Linked DNA regions of Mus musculus: region 2 is linked to region 1. A link is a contact called in public promoter capture Hi-C data. All regions are on one chromosome and are shown on one strand. The core of a region is the stretch at or near the end of the contact, and the rest is flanking DNA. Distances in the headings are between cores, read along the strand shown. Region 1 holds the start of Rsrc1 (arginine/serine-rich coiled-coil 1). Region 2 holds the start of Kpna4 (karyopherin (importin) alpha 4).

The links. Promoter capture Hi-C pulls out the DNA fragments that hold promoters and counts their contacts.
Region 2: a contact with region 1 is called in a promoter capture Hi-C map of liver, with 2.4 times the contacts expected there. The contact joins the promoter of Kpna4 here to the promoter of Rsrc1 in region 1. A contact is called at or near these places in 2 of 39 promoter capture datasets (liver and pre-B cells).

The regions. Positions count from the first base shown.
Region 1 is chr3:66,983,974-66,987,863 of GRCm38.p6, reverse strand. It overlaps Rsrc1 (arginine/serine-rich coiled-coil 1), which reads right to left and starts at 2,202. Exons shown (of 10, transcript NM_025822.4): 1 at 2,058-2,202.
Region 2 is chr3:69,125,386-69,129,275 of GRCm38.p6, reverse strand. It overlaps Kpna4 (karyopherin (importin) alpha 4), which reads left to right and starts at 2,184. Exons shown (of 17, transcript NM_008467.4): 1 at 2,184-2,544. The coding sequence starts at 2,476.

The sequences.
Region 1 (3,890 bases), core at 953-3,452:
AACAAAAAGTAAAACTAGGGTGAACACTATTTAACATACTATGGAATCCAGAAACAGAGAACCATCCAAAGGAATTGTAAGAACAGAGGCAAAAATTCAGATATAACAAGGCAAAATTCAAAAGAAAAAGAATTCTGTCAAAACACCACTGTTAAGACTGACATATGATGAACTCAGACGCTATGACACATGTACAGGGCCCACACAGGTCCAAACCAGAAAGGATACCAGCATCGAGGTTGGAGTGCTCCAGAAGCGCTCCCATCCCCAACAAGAAGTCATCTCCAATCAACAATTGCTGGAAAAGGAACAATTAGTTCCCAAGGGTACACAAACCACACTTAAGGGCAGGCTCCATCTCCTGCAGTAGATGGCCAACATAAAACAAACACAGAGATCTTTTTGGAAACTTTTTTTTTTTTTTCTCATATTGCTTTGTTTGGTCATTTTTGTAAACCATACCGATCTTTTGCTTGTATATTATGGTTTGTGTGTGTGTACACATTTCTCATGCTTTCTTAGTTTCCTTTTTCTTTATTTGTTAGTTTGGGAGATGAGGGAAAACCATCATCAGAATATATTGTATACAGCCGGGCGTGGTGGCACACGCCTTTGATCCCAGCACTCGGGAGGCAGAGGCAGGAGGATTTCTGAGTTCGAGGCCAGCCTGGTCTACAGAGTGAGTCCAGGACAGCCAGGGCTATACAGAGAAACCCTGTCTGGAAAAACAAAGAACAAAAAACAGAATGTATCGTATACAAATAACATTATTTTCAATTAGAAAAAAAACTACTGTTGCAACAACGTTCTGTAGATTATTTAGTGTCTCTTTTTAAACTAACAAATCACAGGACTTCCTTCCCATATTCTGGGAGTGAAACCAGAAGAAAGTTATCTGTAAATGCACTACAACAACCCTATGACAACCAATTCACATCACAACTCTCCACGCTGAATATGTAGAGACTGGGTCATCGAGGCCAATTAACAGACAAGTGCCAGCTGCCTTTGTCTTTTTCAGCTTCAGACATTTTTAGCCTTCTTATTGAACATACAGTCATAAAGTGCTACCACTTAGCAAGAAATCTCCTTTGTCTGCAAAGAAAGTGAATATTCATAAACTCTAAGACTGGAGAAGCTCTCAAAGGAGAGCTGCTTTCCCCACATGGTTGTACCTGTCACATCTGCTCCACTCCTTAAAACCTGAAAACTCTACGTAGCTACTTCACTGGGAGCTTTTACATCTAAGTTCAAAGATGACAACTCGAATACCTTCATATGCCAGCACATGATGTGTGAATTTATTTAACAACCTAGTACTTAGTAGGGACAAAACTGGGCTGCTGGCAAATCTAGAGCTTTCCCCCCCCCCTCAATAAACATTTTAAATACAACTCAGAAATTACATTAATAATAACCTAAAATCGAGGGCAGACAACATCCATTGTAACTCCTGAGAAAGGTGAATGAGTTCAGGAGTTAACTATCTGGTCACATGACCAAAAGTCTAGAAGGTAAATTCACAGACTGTTTAAAGTGATGTGTGTATATGTCAAGACAGGAAGGGTCTGTCTAACCATGTATTCTCTCTCCAGCCAACAAGCATCCGATAGACAGGAGAAGGGGTGGGGATTCCGTGCACACTTAGCCACAGCCTCCCCCTCGCTCCGACTACCTGGAGGAGGTGAGAGTGAACCTGGCTAAAAAGGAAGGACAACTGGGAATCCGAGGAACGGCGATCGAGGACCCGCGGGACCCGCGGACTGGGGGCTACCTCTCCACATCAACTCCACACTGTAGGCCAAGCCTGGGGCCTGCGGCCGCTCGCCACCCGCGACCACTCCGGCGACCCCCTCGCCCAGAGCCAGCAGGCTGGGACCCTGCAAGGTGCGGGGCGCATGCGCACGGCTACAAACCGCACGCCGCGGGCCCAGGCCCAACCCTCGGCGAGCTCCTGGCCACAGACTGCGCCAGGCCCCACGCCGCCTCCCGCAGAGCTGGGCCTCGCTACGCCTCCTTCGCGGGCGCCGCCCCCAAGCTCTGGACGCCGGCATCACCTGGCTCGACCTTCGGGTTCGCACCTCCCGACGTGGGGACCTGGAACCCCCTCTTCTAACCACGGCGCCACCGGCGTCCTCAGAACTTGCTTCAATTTAAGCTCAGCGCCTTCCTGGTTCCAGCACCAGGCAGCTTCAGCCGAGCTGTCGAGTGCGTCGATGCAGGCTGCTGGACCATTAGGAATGCCGAGCGAGTGGATTGTCATGCCGCCAATTTTTTGTTTAATGTTTGTTTTGCGTGTTTGCATAATTGGATTTTCTTATTCTCCAAAAGCAATAAAGGTGGTACTATGGGATGTTACTGCCTTAGTATTCGCCGTTATCGTCACAGATAATCAGCAAACATCTACATCGTAAGAAGTTATGTTTAAGACATCCGCGTAGAGCAAAATTGGTTAGTTCCTGTTGAGCGAGGTGGAAATTCGCCCAACAATAATAAATCATGGGAGTGTGTCTGCATAGAGTCGTGTGTGATTAAACTGTAATGATTTATTTGCAAAAAAATACATTAAAATCGGTGGGTTTTTTTTTTTTTTCCTGCCATGAAGGTGAAGGCATTCACGGATTGGAAGCAATTAGTTTCTCCTATTAAAGAAACTGTTAGATAGGAGGAAGAAATCTGCCCGATAGGAGAAGGTTCCTCTAGAAGAGAAAGTAAATGGGTAGATTTATAAGAAAGAAAGAAAGAAAGAAAGAAAGAAAGAAAGAAGCTTCTATTACCGAAATTAAAGAAACGTGGCATTTTCTGTAATATACAATATTTTCCTTGTATGACTTTTCTTTCATGATTTAGTATAAGGAAACAAAAATGAGGAGATATATAAAATATTAACTTGGATTCAGGCCTACTGTTAGCTAGATACTAAGGTTCAGATTTCCACAGAGATTTGAGATGGAACTCACTTCCAGTATAGGTTTATTCCTGGAAAGTAACTGGACCTTAACTAGCCAGTTTTGAGGGACTCTTTTAAAACAAAACCACAACACTACATGTTTGTTTTAAATAATTCAAAAACTGGGGGAACTCTTGGGGGGGGGGGGTCCTGATTATTTTTGTATCTGTCCATAGGCTGTCTCCTGAGTTTTAAAGTCAATGTTCCTTTCAAAACTTTGACAAAGTAAAATAAAATAAAATAAAATAAAATAAAGGCTTTGAAATGTCTTTTCTCAGGAAAATATTTGCTGTTTGGTGAAACATCATACTTCATAGCTTTTATTAATACAATTTCCAAACTTTTAATTTCTTAAAACTGAAACTTCCTAAAAGAGGGACTATTGGGGATGGCGAGGAAGGGAATGGGGGGGGGGATATAAGAGGCTAACAGAAGAGGTGTATGTTTCCATATGTGAAAAGTTCATAAAGAAAACCATACAATTATATGCTAATAAAAATTTTAAATTAAACTTCCTTTACACAAATGGGAGTCAGACACTGGAGATTTATCATTGCTTCATCTACCACCCCTATAGTTAGAATGAGTCAAGAAGATGAAATAATAGAGAAATCTATTGGTTCAAATTACAGGATAGTCATGCCTGATCTTTCTCTGGTTACCTTTAAAGTGGTCATCCTTCTAGTACAGAAGATGGCATAAGCGTTTGTATTTAAGTCCTGTGGTTAAAAGGATGAAGAAGCGTCTGGGGGTCTCCTGATCTCTTACCAGGCTTCTAGCAGGGGCTATTTGGGAGGTGTTTACGAATATGTATTTCGTCATAGAGGTTGAAAGCTACTGAAACACCATGTCAACTTAGTGGATCCCATTACTAAATGATCTTTTTTAAACAGTTTCACAAAAGAGTAAAATTCTGTGATTATTCTCCGGAATTACAGTG
Region 2 (3,890 bases), core at 935-3,434, 2.1 Mb before region 1:
AAGTTCCATAAGTCTGGGATTGTAGAATACACAACTATAACTGGCTTAGTCATATTTTAAAATATACTAGTGCTCTGGGATTGTAGAATACACAACTATAACTGGCTTAGTCATATTTTAAAATATACTAGTGCTCTAGCGTGTAAATTCAGTATCACCTCAACTAAATCAATCTTTGGAGAATAAAACTATATGAGGGAGAGAGTCTCCAAGTATGGGAACCTGAGTTGGTTCCCCAGCAAAGCCAGTGCAGGTGTGTATGCCTGAGATCCCAGCACTGGGAGGAGGTGGTAAGCAGACAAGGCAGCAAGCACATCTTCGATGGTGAGCTTTTGATTCAGTGAGAAACCTTGTCTCGGGCCATAAGGTGGAGCGCAATAACAATGTAGGATATCTTGTTTTGTCCTCATTTGCACAAAGATGTGTATACCTGAATATGCCGACATGCCACACACACATAATGAACTTCATCTGAATTTTAAGTTCTGAATTCAACTTACATTCAAGTTAACCCTCAGTGTGAATTACTTCCAAAATGCTTGTTCGCCAAGCCCAGCAGAAAGTATACAAAATACCAAAGACTTATTTGGAAGGCATTACTTTGTATCTAAAGGGTTGTTCCCACCATTCCATTATAAGTTATCTTCAAGAGGCTCCTATCCTGCAGTTCTCTTTATCCCCCATTCCCAAAAGAACTCAATCCTTTATCTTGTTGAACCCATTGTCTTTGTATTATACCTTACAAAAGCATCCTCCTTTGACTTTATATAAGGGGTTTATAAAATATTCGCATCCTAAACATTCATTTCTGCATGTGGTTCTGCCCAAACAAAATATACCAGAAAGAACCAGAAGCCAAATGTTCCCAAAGGGTTTTGTAATAGAGTTTTTTGCCAAGTTCAGACACATTTAGCTTTCCTCTTCCTTCTGACTCTGAACTGCCACTGCTTCACAAAAACCACACAATTTGGGGAACTAATAATTGATAAATGAACACACACATTTGTTTGTTTTTAGACAGGGTATTATGATGTAGCTCAGCTGGCCTCAAACTCATCTCCACCTGCCTTTGCTAGATTTAACGTGTGGATCACTATGCTCAGCTTAAATATAGTTTTGAAAACATGTCCTCACTCTCTTTTCTGAGCCTAGGGCCTCCAGCATAATTAGCTTCTTCCAATGAGTTGTATTTCTATTATTATTATTATTATTATTATTATTATTATTATTAATTTATCTTGAGATGAACCCGCAAGAGAAGAGGGGAAGTGTCACTAAACTGCTCGAAGTGGCTTTGGACTCTTGCTCTGGCTGGCCTTGCTCTTGGGCTACTTTAACAGCTCCTCCTCTTGCCCAGTAGCTACGATTACAAACCGAGTCACCGGCCCGGAGCGATTCTGAAAAATTTGAGAGGCTCTTTTGTACCTGTTTTACATCCGCCTTTGGTTACAATGTTCCTGGTTAAGAGGTTTCTTTGGGATTAACTTCCTTTATCAAGAGTCACAATGTTGCATTTGCTATGTCATGGCTCATAGTCGTCATTCTCTATAAATTAATACTTTGTGATCAAGCAGTTTAATTTCCCAAGAGAAACTGCTCAAAATGGGGGTATTAGGGAAGGACCAATTTTTCTCAAGTTTCTACCTGTTGCGAACCTTCTACCTTCCTTTTCCTACCGGGTCCCTCTAGCTTTCCCTTCAGTTTTCAGAATGCACATCACCGTAGTCAGTCCTAGCCACGATGCCGGGTCCTAGGTTGGTTCGCAGTTCCCAGAACAGGACTCAGGGTTTAGGACTTCACATGTAGCTTAGACACACCTCTTTGCCTTCCAAAGTGAATGAAGCGCTCAAGTAACACCGGGGGAGAAAAGAACGAAGTTCAGAACCCCAACATCTAAAGCCACCCCGGGAATCATCCCACCATAACCAGGACCACTACACCCTGCCCATCCCCGCCCGCTCCCGGATCTGCTGCTCTTCGGCTGCCTCGGGTTTCTCCCTCCGCGCGTGACCCCTCCCCTCCCAAGCTCCTGCGCCCCGTCCCTTTCCTGCCCCAGACTCTCCCTTCCCCTTTCCTTTCGCTCTTCCGTCCCCCGCTCTCCATCGTCCCTTTTGATTGGCTAAGCACTCCGGAGCCCGGCCGGCCAATCGGCGGACCGGGTTGGCGGCGATGGGCGTGGCCGTAAAGCCGGGCCCTCAGATCGAGGCTGCCTCCCCCTCTCAGCCGGCAGCACATTCCGCCGCCGTTGCCGCCGCCGCCGCTGGCCCCGCAGTCGTCTTCGCCAGAGCTGCTGTGGTACCCGAGCTCAGGGCAGGAGAGGCCAGCCAGGAAGCGGAGGCCCGGCGGGCGAGAGGAAGCGAGCGGACGGGCGGGCGACGCAGGCGGCGGCCGGCTTCCTGGGAGCGTCTGTGCGGCGCGGTGGTTGGGGCGGATCCCGCGGGGCCCGGGCGGGTGGGGAGAGTCGCCGGCCCGGCCATGGCGGACAACGAGAAATTGGACAACCAACGGCTCAAGAATTTTAAGAACAAAGGCCGTGACTTGGAGGTACAGTGGGGTCCGCGGCCTCCGGCCCCCGGCGGGACGCGGGGTGCGTACGGAGTCGGGCGGGCGCGGCGGCCGGCATGGCGCTGGGCGGGCGGGCGAGCGGCCGTGACGCGGGCGCCGCGCCGGGAAGTTTGTGCCGGGCCTGCTCCGCCTCCGCCGGCGACAGCGCCGGGGCCCGCCGGGTGCGGCCTAGGCCTGTCCTGTCGAGCCGGCCAGACACGGGTGAGGGCGGCGGGCATATCAGCCGCGGCGGAGGCCCCGCAGCGGCGGAAGCTCAGGCTCTGCTCGAGCCCCCGACGCCAAGCGTCGCGGGTGGAGGGCGATGGGGGAGCGAGCGGCGACCTCGGAACTTCTCCGGGCCCGAGACGCCTCCACATGCAGGTTTTCCTAATCGCCCCGACTCTGGTTTTACTTCAATGTCCAAACTACAGGAGTCAACTTCTCCGCTGGAGAAAAAGAAAGAAAGAAAGAAAGAAAGAAAGAAAAAAAAGCCACCCCCGCCGCGAGAGGCGGTCCTGGTGATGCTAAGCAGTGCCTTCCAGCGGCCTGGGTTTCAGTTTGGTCCTAGCTGATTCAAAGATGTGGCTCACGATGTGTCCCTTTCCAGTCAAAAGATCACCTGCCTCCACCGCCTTATTTGAGCTTGTCCACAGATCTTTTTACTCCTCTCTGAGAAGAGACCACCAGTTTGCATTCTTACATAGAAAAGTCCAAAGGGTTATACAAAGCTGTCATCCCCTAGTCTTCTCGGTATCCTTTCTCTCCACCTCCTGGTGGTGGTGGCAGTGAGGAATCCGGTAGGCTATGGACTGACACCATCACGTATTATTTTAAAGGGGGGAAGAAGGCTTCGTTGTCATAGACACAGTTGCTTCCAAGGTTCGATGTATTAAGCACACAGTTTCTTTCCATTGTGACTTTTTTTTTTAATATAGGGAATTTAAAAAAAAAGTCAAGCTTTTAGCTTCTTATCCCCTTTTATGTTCTGGTAACTTCTTCAGACTGCTGTGGTCGGTTCCTGAATTTGAGCATTTTCGGGATAGAGATGGCAACTTTTGTTGACTTTTCCCAATGCCAGTCAGTCTTTTAATGTAGTTTATCCTCTTTTAGCTTATTGCAGTCGTTAGAAGAACTGTATGTCCCAGGGTGTGTGTTGCTATTTAGAGATTGTTTGAAAGTTAAGGATGCTTATCTTTGTGATCATTTTTTATAGTGGAAGAAATTTAAAAAAAAAAATTTTTTTTTAGATTTGTGTATAGGGGTGTTTTGTCTGGATGTGTGTGTATGTGCATCATGTGTGTGCCCTGTGGCCAGGGAGCCCATCCTTTGGAAGTGGAGTTGCTTCC